Linked DNA regions of Mus musculus: region 1 is linked to region 2. Evidence: chromatin contacts called from public promoter capture Hi-C data. All regions are on one chromosome and are shown on one strand. Each heading gives the region's core, a stretch centred on a gene start, on an enhancer-like site or on the middle of the called end of the contact. The rest is flanking DNA. Distances are from core to core; before and after follow the strand shown. Region 1 holds the start of Parl (presenilin associated, rhomboid-like). Region 2 holds the start of Trmt2a (TRM2 tRNA methyltransferase 2A).

What was found. Promoter capture Hi-C pulls out the DNA fragments that hold promoters and counts their contacts.
Region 1: a contact with region 2 is called in a promoter capture Hi-C map of second pharyngeal arch cranial neural crest. The contact joins the promoter of Parl here to the promoter of Trmt2a in region 2. A contact is called at or near these places in 7 of 39 promoter capture datasets (the C10 cell line, cranial neural crest, frontonasal cranial neural crest and 4 more) and 1 of 115 datasets of contacts at active chromatin or transcription factors (astrocytes).

Annotation. Positions count from the first base shown.
Region 1 is chr16:20,300,171-20,305,784 of GRCm38.p6, reverse strand. It overlaps Parl (presenilin associated, rhomboid-like), which reads left to right and starts at 3,423. Exons shown (of 10, transcript NM_001005767.4): 1 at 3,423-3,576. The coding sequence starts at 3,458.
Region 2 is chr16:18,244,896-18,250,794 of GRCm38.p6, reverse strand. Trmt2a (TRM2 tRNA methyltransferase 2A) reads right to left here and starts at 1,912. Exons shown (of 12, transcript NM_001080999.2): 1 at 1,544-1,912; 2 at 762-1,309; 3 at 233-341. The coding sequence starts at 1,564. It overlaps Ranbp1 (RAN binding protein 1), which reads left to right and starts at 2,101. Exons shown (of 6, transcript NM_011239.2): 1 at 2,101-2,247; 2 at 3,370-3,506; 3 at 5,437-5,594. The coding sequence starts at 2,233.

The sequences.
Region 1 (5,614 bases), core at 2,174-4,673, 2.1 Mb before region 2:
TTACAAGCCCATCCCTTGCCTAACAACCACCAATGCAGAGGGGAGCAGAAGTTAAGTTTATGATGTGACTCCCAGCACCAGCCAATTATGTTAAAGGGCACAGCAGCTTTCCAGTTAGATGCTTGCACACATATTCCTGTTTGCTGTTTACTGCAAAGCCTTGCCCCATAGACATTTGGGGCTCCCCACCACCAAAACCATCCTGTGTGACAGCAGTGCGTTGGGGATGGGGGGTGGGGAGCAAGCTAGCTCGAAAAAAATAAAGACCCTGCTGTGAGTTGCATCAGATTGGCTCCTGTCTGTTTTGGGGGGGATCACTAACATTTCCCTGGCACAACAAGGTGAATCCATGACTGTACCATCCATGACATGCTCAGGAGGCGGCATTTATGAGCATACCTCTCCATCTCTGTCTCCTGTATTCCTCCCGTTCCCGCCTTGTACAGTGTTCTCTGGGCTCTGGGTGGCAGACGAAGCTGTCCAAGCACCCAGCAGTCACTATGCTCAGGGCTTTGACTGTCCACTGCAGTAACAAGCTTCTCTGGCCGAGGCTGAGGGCCGTACCAATCTGTGGCTAGCAATTTAATATTTAGAAGGCATGTCCATTTAGATAACTTGTCTATTTAGCAAGATGGCAGAAGTAGGTTCCCATCAGGGCCGATGACCTTGCAGCCATGGCATTAGATCATCTTTGTGGTACAAGGCATGTATTTCCTCCAATAGAGCAGGCCTCAAATCTGATGTGGAAGTCATTGGCTTTCCTCATAAACTCCCTATCACTATCGGCCCAGTACTCATCCTGAGTAACAGTTTAGATGACCTTCCTCCCCCAGTGGCCTGAATTGCATTTGCTGGCATATGAAAGACAGCCAGCAGGAAAGAAGTCCCCAGGTCACTTCCAGCTTGATTTTTCTGTCCTGCAACCAAAATCTGTCTTCATCATAGAATCTTACTATATAGTTATGGTGGGAAACCAAGAACAATGGCAATAGGCTATACTGTTTGTGGTGCAGGGCTCCTACCCAATAACTCAAAGGATGCAAACACACACAGCACTGGGATGTTCACTTAATACCTTATGTCTTTTGGGGGTACCTGTGTTCAAGATATTTTTTAAATTATATTTTTTAATTAGTTTCCAAAATAGTGGGTTTCTATAACGTTTTGAGCTGCTATTTTGTGGTGGTTTGTTTGTTTGTTTGTTTATTGTGACAGTCTTATTATATAGACTATCTAGCTTCAAAGTTTCAGAGATCTGTTTGCCTCTATTTCTCAAGTATTGGAATTAAAAACATGCACTACCATGCCTGGTTTGGTGTGTGTGTGTGTGTGTGTGTGTGTGTTCAGGAACCAGAAGAGGGCATGAATCATTTGGAGCTAGAATTTCAGGAAGTTGTGAGTTACCTAACATGAGTGTTGGGAATTAAACTGGGGGCTTCTGGAAATGAAATCTTCTTAATCCACCAGTTGTTCCTCCAGCCTCCATTAGAAACAAAACAAAACAAAACAACCCTTAACTAAGAAAAAAAGCCTTTACTCCCAGCACTTGGGAGGCAGATGCAGGTGGTTCTCTGTGAGATGAAGGCCAGCCTGCTCTATAGAGTGAGTTCTAGGTCAGCCTGGGCTACACAAGCAAAACCTTGTCTCAAGAAACAAACAAACAAACAAACCCCCAAACCTAAAAGAAAAAAAACCACAAAACACTGGTAGCACGTCATGAATGAGAAGAAAAAAAAAAAAAGAAAGCAAGTGGCTGGACTAGGTTGATAGAGAAAAACTAAAGGAGGGAAATTAAATAGGAGGGCAACAGGGACAAGGTGGGTAGTGAAGTCGTGGCTAAAGGTAGAGTGGAGGGAGGGAGGTAAAGCAATGCAGCAAATAGCCTAAAACAAGCCAAATTCTGCAGACTCTGCACAGACCCTGAGAGTCAGGCGGCCAGCCTGTGATGTCTGGGGAGTGAGAAGAGGGGTGGAGATATATATGACGGACACAGGCTGGCCCACACTGGTTCTGGTTTCAGTTGGCTCAGTCCATCCATCTTTATGTTGGCCCATTTGGCCTACACTGACTTTGAAAACATGGACAATAAGAAACAATTGTGTATTTAATCTGTGAATGAAAACATAGAGTCACACAAAGTGGGTATCCCTTAACAACCAAACTCCTCTGCATCCCATATCTAGAAGCTACAAACAATGACTGGGGTCCCTTAAGCATCTCCACTGGTGCTGCTACCCACAGTTATGCAGTGTGTTCTGACTCTTTCTGAATAAGGGTCGCTCCCCATGTTCTTCATTCTCGAAGCCTGGAAACACTCAGCCCAGACCTTTACCACCAGTAACAGAAGAGTTTCTAAGGGACCCCCACCCCCACCCATTCTCCTTTTCCCTCTTGAAATAAATGAGATGACAGAGTAGTCCTGGAGGTGCTTCTGATAGACTCCAATCTAATAATATAAACCAAGGGCCATAAAATTGCAGAGGGAGTTAAAAAGTCTCTTTTACTATAAGTGAGGTTTGTTGTGAGTTCTAGAAAATTGCGGATTTATAGTTAGGAAAGGAAACATGCCATGCTTAGGCATTACACATGATTCCCTGCTACTGTAACATTCTTATTTGAAACATTCCTGTAGAAAGGGAACATTGTTCTCAAAGCAAATGTTAATTGTGCTGGGATACTTGACTCTCAGTTGTCTAGAGATCAACCAGACTCAGGTGTAGGAGACCCTCTCCCTTCCCTTGCTTCTTCAACTGAAACACTTGGGGCTCTGTCTTTGGCTATCAAACTTCAGTAATGGAACCACCCCAGAAATCTCATGCTGGAAGGAAAAAGCCTGAGTTTCTGGGGGCAGCCAGTAACTACAGAAGGATTTGCAACTTGTCAAGGGGGCAGGCTTGGAGAAGGAGGCTGGATCAGGGGTCGGGGGTGACGGGTGAAGGGTGATTGGTGAGGGGACACAATTTCCTTATACTGCACACTTCTTGCCTTCCATTTAAACCTTATCTTTATGTTAGACCTGGAAGATGAACGTGGGGAGTCATTGAATTTCATCCTCTCAGTGTGGTCCCATTTAATAAATCGTTTTCTGCTTTTCACAATCAGACAGATGTCCAAGCCTGGCGAGTTAAGGTTGCCACTGTACAGGGCCATTTCCCTTTTCTGAGACTATAAAGCACAGTGAAACGGTGTCTTGTGGTTAAATGTGATAACCTGAGGGTGTCTGATAACACAGCGTTACTCAAAGCCTCAAGTTTTCCCCAGTCACTCTCACCAGAAACTTCCAAGGTGGCGCTGGTCTGAGAAGAGGAAGACCGGAACTGAACGGCCTCCAGGTGGCGCTCTAGACCACTCCTCCGCGCTGTGTGGCTTTTTTTTTTTTTTTTTTTTCTTCGCCCCGGAAGTGATTTCTAGGCCGGGGTTAGAGAGGTCGGGCCATGGTGGGGCAGAGGTTGGGAAGATGGCGTTGCAAGGTTGGGTACAGCGAGGCTGGCGCTGCGGTCCGGCGTGGGCGCCTCCCTTGGGTGGCGGCTACCGGGAGCTCTCTGCGACCCAGGCCCCGCGGCTGCTTGGACGCAGGTAATGGCCGCCGCTTCCAGCTCCCCCGGCTTCCCATGAGCTGGGGTTGCGCGCATCCTCGGGGGATAGGTAGCCGTGTGGGGCTCCCGCTTTCCATTGTTTACGAGGTCTTTGCTAAAGCTGACTCCTCCCTGCCTAGCTTTTCCTTGGTCCTCCTTTCCCTACTGGCTTCTGGGTGCCGAGCCGCGAGAGGTGTCTGGCCGAGCCCGGCCCGGTTCTCCGGACCCGCGGTCTTTCCTAGTAGTTCCGAGGGATGTGATGGAAAGGGGAACTTCTGAGCGTTAATTGCATGTCCGGCTCATATTCTTGAAAGGGCTGTACTGCTGTAGGAAGCACGTGGCCTTTCCGGCCGGCCGGATCTTACATGAAGTGTAATAGAAGAGAAATTCCATAGCAGTTGAATTAATACTGACGTTGAAACTTAGTCCGAAGATGTCAACTTTGCAACTTCTACCTAATTGATGGTACCATACACACCAAGGGGCCTGAGGTCTTTATAAACGTGTGAGCTAGCCAGAGATGAGATTGAGCCTGGCGAAGGCACCACCTGATCTTAAAATTCACCCGAGGTGGGCACAGGTCTGTAATCTCAACTCTCAGTAGTCTGAATCAGGAGGATGGCGAGTTGGAGCCAAGCTGGGAAAGGCTGAATTATAAATAAATAAACAGCACCTGGACTATATGTAGATTCATTTCCCAGGTGCCACCCAAAATCAGAATCTTGGAAAGTGGCGAAAGCGGAAGAACCTGCTCCTCAAGTGAAGCTTATTAACATCTGTGGAAAAGTTGCATATGGTGTAGCTTACTGGCTAACGTTTAAAATCAGGCATTGCTTTTAAACAGCTTGGTGTGGTCAGACTTGCTTGTAAGCAGGGTTAGGCGTTCAAGGCTAGGCTGGGCAGCAGAAGACTGGAAAAAAGAAAGGAAGAAAAAAGTCTTAAACAGGTGGAACTGGGGAGGTGCCTTGGAGGTAACAAGATTTCTGTGATCCTGTTGATTTGCTGTGATAGTTTCGGGAAAAGGCAGCAAAAGAAGTGGACACTTCATCTCTGAGGAACCTCATTGGTAGGGTGCTTGTCTCTAGTAACACCACAAAACTTGTCAAAAGAGTTTAGCCTACCTATCATGGTGGCTCAGGCTAGTAATCCCGGCACTTGGGAGGTGGATTAGGAGTAGGAGCCAGACTGTCAGGCCACCATGGATTACTTGAGGTCCTGTCTAACCCTCCCCTCAGTACATGTGGTATTAAAATTTATATGGAAACTTGGAAACTGACATTCTTAATCTTGTGGTTATGGGAGAATGCATTAGATGAGAATGTGGGTGAACCTGAAGTGGCTTTGCTCTTGTCTCCACATGTATGAACTTAATAGGGAATGGGAGTTGCTCGCTTTGTAATCACTAGTCTGTTTTGAGCCACTGTGGTTCTAAATTAGCATGAAGAATGAGCCAGGCCTTGTGGCTCTAAAGAGGTCCCAACGTTTGCATTTTATAAACACTTTATGTGGTGATACAAAGGCAAAGGTGATACAAACACAAGGTCCTCAGGCACCTGCCAGCCCACACACGGTTCTCCCTTTACAGGAGTTATAAGATTTTATGATATGGTTAAGTTTAGGTTGCTGCACTCCTGTCCTTCAGGATTCTTGTCTAGCAAGAGAAATCAATAGTACTGGGTTACAAGTTTAGTTCTGTATAATGAATGCATTCTGATGATGATCATTTGGTTTAGTTCAGTGGGAACTGATCACTTTATTTATTAGACCTACTTTGGCTACTTTAAACTCTTCCTGGGCTTCGTGAGCTCTTAGCTCAGCACTCAAGATTCTCTGCTCTTACAGGGGACCTGGGTTTGATGCCCAGTTTCCACATGGTTGCTTACAACTGTCTGGAACCCAGTTCCAGGGGCTAAAGGCCTCTTTAGGCCTCTGCTAGCACCAGGCACACATGTAGTGCACAAACATACATATAGGCAAAACCTCCATATACATAAAATTAAACGCTCTTGGGGCTGGAGACATGGCTCAGGGGTTAAGAG
Region 2 (5,899 bases), core at 663-3,162:
ATCTCAACCTTGATTACCCAGCACTGGAAGAAGAAATACCATAGTGAACAAAAGACCCAGATTTGCCCAAGGGGTAACAGAACAAGATTTTACTGCTGGCTTATCAAACATTGGGAAGAAATGAAAAGCAAGAAAAATATCAAAGAGCATATGCATAATAAAATTGACATGAACAAGGGCCAGCCTCCCAAGCCCCCCCATCCCCATACACACAGAATGGGATTTCTCTGACCTGCTGGGGTGATGGCTTGACCCCCTCCAGGGGGCAACAAGCTTTATTGTGCTGTTGTCTCTGTAAAAGCAGCCAGGGTAGCAGGGCACGATTAGTGTTCCCAATTTCTCTGCAGGATGAAATACATCATGGTTGGATTTAACACTGTTCCCCATCCATACTGGGCAATTCATTTGCGACCTCACTATCCCTCTGTTGTGGGCCTTATGAGTTCTTTCGTTGACCACTTCAGACTGGTGGTTCTCAACCTTCCTAATGGTGCCTGTGATCCTGTAATCATGTTGTGATCCCCGACCATAACATTTTTTAATTTTGTAGTTGTAATCTGCTAATGTTGTGAATCATGATGTAAATGTGTTTTCTGATGGTCTTAGGCAACCCCTCTGAAAGTCTGGTGACCCACTGGTTCCCACCAATGGTACAGAACCATTGACATAAACTCTGTGTGTATCTTGAATTGCTTACATGGCTAATGGACCAGGCCAAGAGCAAAACCCAGCTCTGCTTGGGATGTCAGCACCACACTCACTTGGCCAGTTTCTGTAGCACCCGCTCACATTCCAGTCGCTTCTGCTCCAGCTGCTCAGTGTAGGGCACTGTCCACAGAGGGGTCACCACATCGGCAATTTGTGTTACTGATGGCTCACTATCACCTTCTTGCCGCCTCTTCCTAGCCATGGGGTCAGCCTTGGGTCGGGCCAGGCGTACGCTGAGCGGACAGCCTTTCCAGAGAGCACCGTGCAGCACTCGCAAGGCCTTGTCTCGTTCAGCAGCGCTTCGGAATGTTACAAAGGCACATGGTGGCTGTCCAAAGAGTTTGATTTTGTGGGACTGTAGACCAAAACGGCCTAGAAAACGCCGGACGTCACTGAAGCTGGCGTGGCGAGGTACATTTTGGAGCTCCAGTTTAAAGATTTCTGATGTGAACAAGTCATCCCTTATGTAGCTGTAGAGCCCAGGCTGCGTTCCAGGCCCTGCAGCTGGCCCAGGCCCTGCTTCCTCTTTTTGACATAGTGGGGCCGCAGAGCTGGGTACAGCACTGGCATCCTGGCCGCAGTCCTCCATGGGCTCCGGAACCTACGTGGGAACAGACGGGCCTGGCTGAAGGCTCTAATTGGTATGACTCGCTCCCCCAAACCGCTGACAGATCTCCATTAGTGCACACTCCACGAAGCCCTGGAGAAACCCGTTCTTTTACTCTCGAGACCCAATTCTCCCCCATCCTATCTTTGATCCGACAGTAATGACTGCTGCCCCAACCCACCTCCGCCCACCCCGTCCACATCTCCTGCACGTCTCCCTTTGCTTTACTTCCGCGGCCGGCTCACTCATCTCCTGGCTCGTCTGTTGCCCGGACCAGGGTGCTCACGAGGACCACCGGCTCGGCCTCCCACCCAACAAGGGCGCAGATACGAGGTACGCCGCCGTGAAGGTAGACCGCAGCTCCACACAGGGACTCAAAACTCGGGTGCTCAGAGCTGGGACTGAGGTTTGCGGATGCACTGTCCCCAAGGGCCACACGCTGCGCCTGCCTTCGGCTGGCCAGCGCACACTAGCTGCGTCTCCTCTCTCTAAGGGCTTGGTTCCGATGACGTCACCGCCGCGCGCCGAGTCCCGACTGATCCTTCCAGCAGCCGCTCACGCCAGCGTCGGAGGCACTCAGCCTGCAGGCGGAAGTGCGCGCGTGGGTCGCCGGGAGAGCGCGCTCCCCGGGCTGAGGCGCGGCCGGGCATGCGCCGCGGGCGTTTTGGCGGGAAGCGCGGGGCGGGCCGGACAATGAATGTCCGCTGTCGGAGCCAATAAAGCTACACTGGTTTTGAATCACTGCGCGTTTCCCGCCGCTGGGGTCAGGGGTCAGGGTTCGGGTCGGGGGGCGGAGGGAAGAGCGGACGGGCGGGAGCGCCGGCGCCAGACGCGGAGGAAAGGAGCTGCGACTAGCCGCCCAGAGGCCGCCGAGCCAGCGACGCCTGAGCTAGTCGAGCCACCGTCGCCGCGCCCCCATGGCGGCCGCCAAGGTACAGCGAGGCCCGGGTGGGGCAGGGCAGCCGGAGAGGCAAGGGCCGCTATGGGCGGCCACGTGGGCGGCCCGCGCCTCGGCCTCCAACCCTCGCTGGCTTGCGGGTTCGGGGCCTGTCGAGGCGCCTGGGCCTGGGGTGCTCGAGGTCTTTGGGGGTCCGCGAGTGGGAGCTGCTGGCCAAGACTCCGATCTCGGGGTCTACAGGGCGGCGCGTGACCTTGTGGTCTGCGGATGAACAGCCATGCCCAAACTGGGCTCCCGGCTTCACCTGGGGACCTGGAGGTGGCCGATCTCCTCCGTCGTGGCCCACTTGTGATCTTCCCATTAGGGGCGGCAATCCTCCTTCCAGTTGCACGCAGACCCCTTCATTCATTAGGACATTGCGCCTTCGGTGGGGAAAGCTCGCGTCCCAGCGCAGGGTACAGATATTAGACGCGCGGACTCTGGGCGGGGGCGGCTTTGTTGGTGGCTCGTGTGTCGGCCGCAGCTTAGCCGCAGTGCTGAGAAACCGAACGAAAGGTTTCTGTTTCTTTATCCTGTTGAGTTAGGTAGTGAGTCTGGGATTTCTCTATATTATCAAAGCACGTGATCTTGTCAGATTTAAACATGCATGTCCTTGTAATTCTCCAAGTTGAGTCAGAATCTTAGAGCTTATTTGTCATACTTTTCCTAGCTTCTTTCGGCTTAAAATTTCAAGCTTGGGTATTATTGCTGGAGGGATTGTAAACTAACAAGTGCTTGGATAACCCTCAGTAAAAACTGTTACGGCTGCTCTTCCTTTTGAGTATATCATGTTCTTTTTCATGGTGGGTATTTTTTTTTTTAACAGAAGAGGAAGTTTCTCCCAAGCTACTTTGCCAAGGACTTGGGTGTGTGTAACCCATTGATGTTTGAGTGTGTAGGAGTGTCAAAATACACAGTCTTGTTTCATGATATCCTGTGATTTTTTTTTTTTTTTTTGTGATGCTGGTTGTAAATACAATCAGATGATGTGAAAGATAAAACCAAAGGCTTAATTTCCAATTTGGGGAGGCATTTTCCAGATGCCATTTGTGATTGATGATGCCCATTGTGGACCGAGTCCACCAGCCAGCAACATCACTCTACCTTCTCTACACAGGACAGTCACGAGGACCATGATACTTCCACAGAGAATGCAGATGAGTCCAACCACGACCCCCAGTTCGAGCCAATAGTTTCTCTTCCCGAGCAAGAAATTAAAACGCTGGAGGAAGATGAAGAGGAACTTTTTAAGATGTAAGTCTGTTAAGGGGTCCTGGAAGTATCTTTAGATAGGCTGACTGAGACAGAGAGAAAAAAGAGTGGACAGGAAGCAGGTCTCTGCAGGCTATTTCTTTCACATTTTGCAGTACCCAGCAACCATAGTTGGACCACTTATGTTTACCTCTTCAATTTCTAGAGGAGCCAGCCAAGCTAGGAATTCTGTCCCTTGTATTGTTTCTCTTTCAGGTATAAGCCTTAGTGATATGTTCTGGCATAGCCTCTTTGTGATTTCTATCTGGAACTGCACAGAAGAATTCTAGGGTGGCTGGGCACACTGATTTCTGTGAATTTCATGGCTTGGACCCAGCTTGATAAAGGCTGTTTTAAGAAAGTGCTTGGAGATGTATGGTGACTAGTCTTACAATGAAAATTCAACCATTTCTCAGCCAAAAATGTTGCCAGGTTATCCTGCTGCCTTGTGGCCAGTCATGTGAAGGTTGTTCCCATCACTGTTCTGTGTCATCTGGGTGTCTCCAGCAGGCTGTGGGGGCTCACACTTTTAGTCTCAGCACTTGGGAGGCAGAAGCAGGTAGATTTCTGTGGATTGTAGATCAATCTGGTCTATATAACCAAGTTCCAGGACTACATGGTGAGACTTTTTTTGCTGGGTGGGGGCTCCCTTTCTTTGTTGAGCAGAGTCTTTGCTTTTCTTTGTTTTTGCTTTGCTGTCTGTTGCCTTAACTGTATCCTCAAAGATTGAGGTTTGTTTAGCCCTTGTTAATTGTTATGTGTGTATGGGCATTTTACCTACATTGATGTCTATCTACACAATGTACTAAAGGAAGCCAGAAGAAGGTAGTGAATCCCTTGGGACTAAAGTAACAAGTTGTGAGTATCCATTTGGACCTCTGGAAGAACAGCCAGTGCTCTTAACTGCAGAGCCAATTCTTCAGCTTCCAGCTCATGGTTTTTCAGGTTAGAAAGTATGAGATCTGAGAGTGTAGTGCTAGCAGTGGTATGGACCTCATTCTCATGTAAAATCAAGAGAATTTGCTAATGTCAAATTTTCAGTTATGCCTAAGATGTTTGTTAGAGGTTCTCTGCTCTGAAGGGAGGGAGGGAAGGAGGCTGCCCATGGAGAGCCATAAGTACACCCTTGTACTACCTAGAAGATGGTGGTCCAGAGCTCTGATCCACAACAGTGGGTGAGGGTAGCATCTCCCTGAGTTACGTGGTACTTGATTTTGTCCACTTGATGCTGAAAGTACCCCAGTGTCCTCGGTATTGTGCTAGAGACAGCATATTGTGCCTTTATATAAGGGCCTTTGAGCTTTCTCTTAAGGAGTTAAGTGAAGATGCAATCTCCCTGGACAAGACTGAATTTGGAGGAGAGCAGAGGCTTTGTAACAGCAAATGCGGGCTACAGAGGAGAAGGGTGCTGGCTTGGCAGGAGAGCCAGGTGTACTGGACTCATTGCAGGTACTGTGTACCTGAAACCTGGAGGCTATAGGTTCCTTCTGACAGGAAGCTGTTGCTGGGCCTCTGGAAGATAATATTCCTAAGGCTTTATGTAGTTACAGGGCATTCATTTAGTGTGAGTAGGTTGTCCAGACAGACCTGTGGCTTCTTTACCTACTGAGGGTCATGTGTATCCTTAGATGTGTCTCTGGGGGAAAATCCTTTGCTATGAATATCTTTCTGCAACCTGGTATTTGTTGGCCTATTGTGCTCCCCTGGGTTTTATTTTGCCTAGTAATTCTTGGTGCCCAAAGCCCATTGAAGAAGGTTTTTGGGGAAGACACAGTGTTCAACAGTTCCCTTATGTTCAGTGTCCAAAGAACACTTTGTGGCAATTGGTCCAGGTGTGAGTTCCCTCTCTGTTAGATGAAGAACACTTTGTGGCAATTAGTCCAGGTGTGAGTTCCCTCTCTGTTAGATGTTTCCATACTGGCTTCTCTTACAGGCGTGCAAAGCTGTTCCGGTTTGCTTCAGAGAATGACCTCCCAGAATGGAAGGAGCGAGGCACTGGAGATGTCAAGCTTCTGAAGCACAAGGAGAAAGGGACCATCCGCCTTCTTATGAGGAGGGACAAAACCTTGAAGATATGCGCCAACCACTATAGTAGGTGGCCTTTCAGTCTTTAGACCCTGCAAGTTTTAGGAGTTGGTTACTGGGGGGGGGGGGCATATATTTATGACACTTATTGTCTTTTTGTAACAAGTCTCTGAACTATGACAGTGAATTTAGGCTGTGGGCAAGATAGGTCCAGGGTAGATATAGACCTCCAGGCTAGACTTATGTTATCTGGGCAAGTTGGAGCTATCCCGTGCCAAAGCTGCCTTCTTTTTACTTTCTGTTATGTTCTCCTTCTAAGCTGTTTTCTGGGATGATATAGGAAGGAATCAGGCTGACAAGAAGGTAAATGA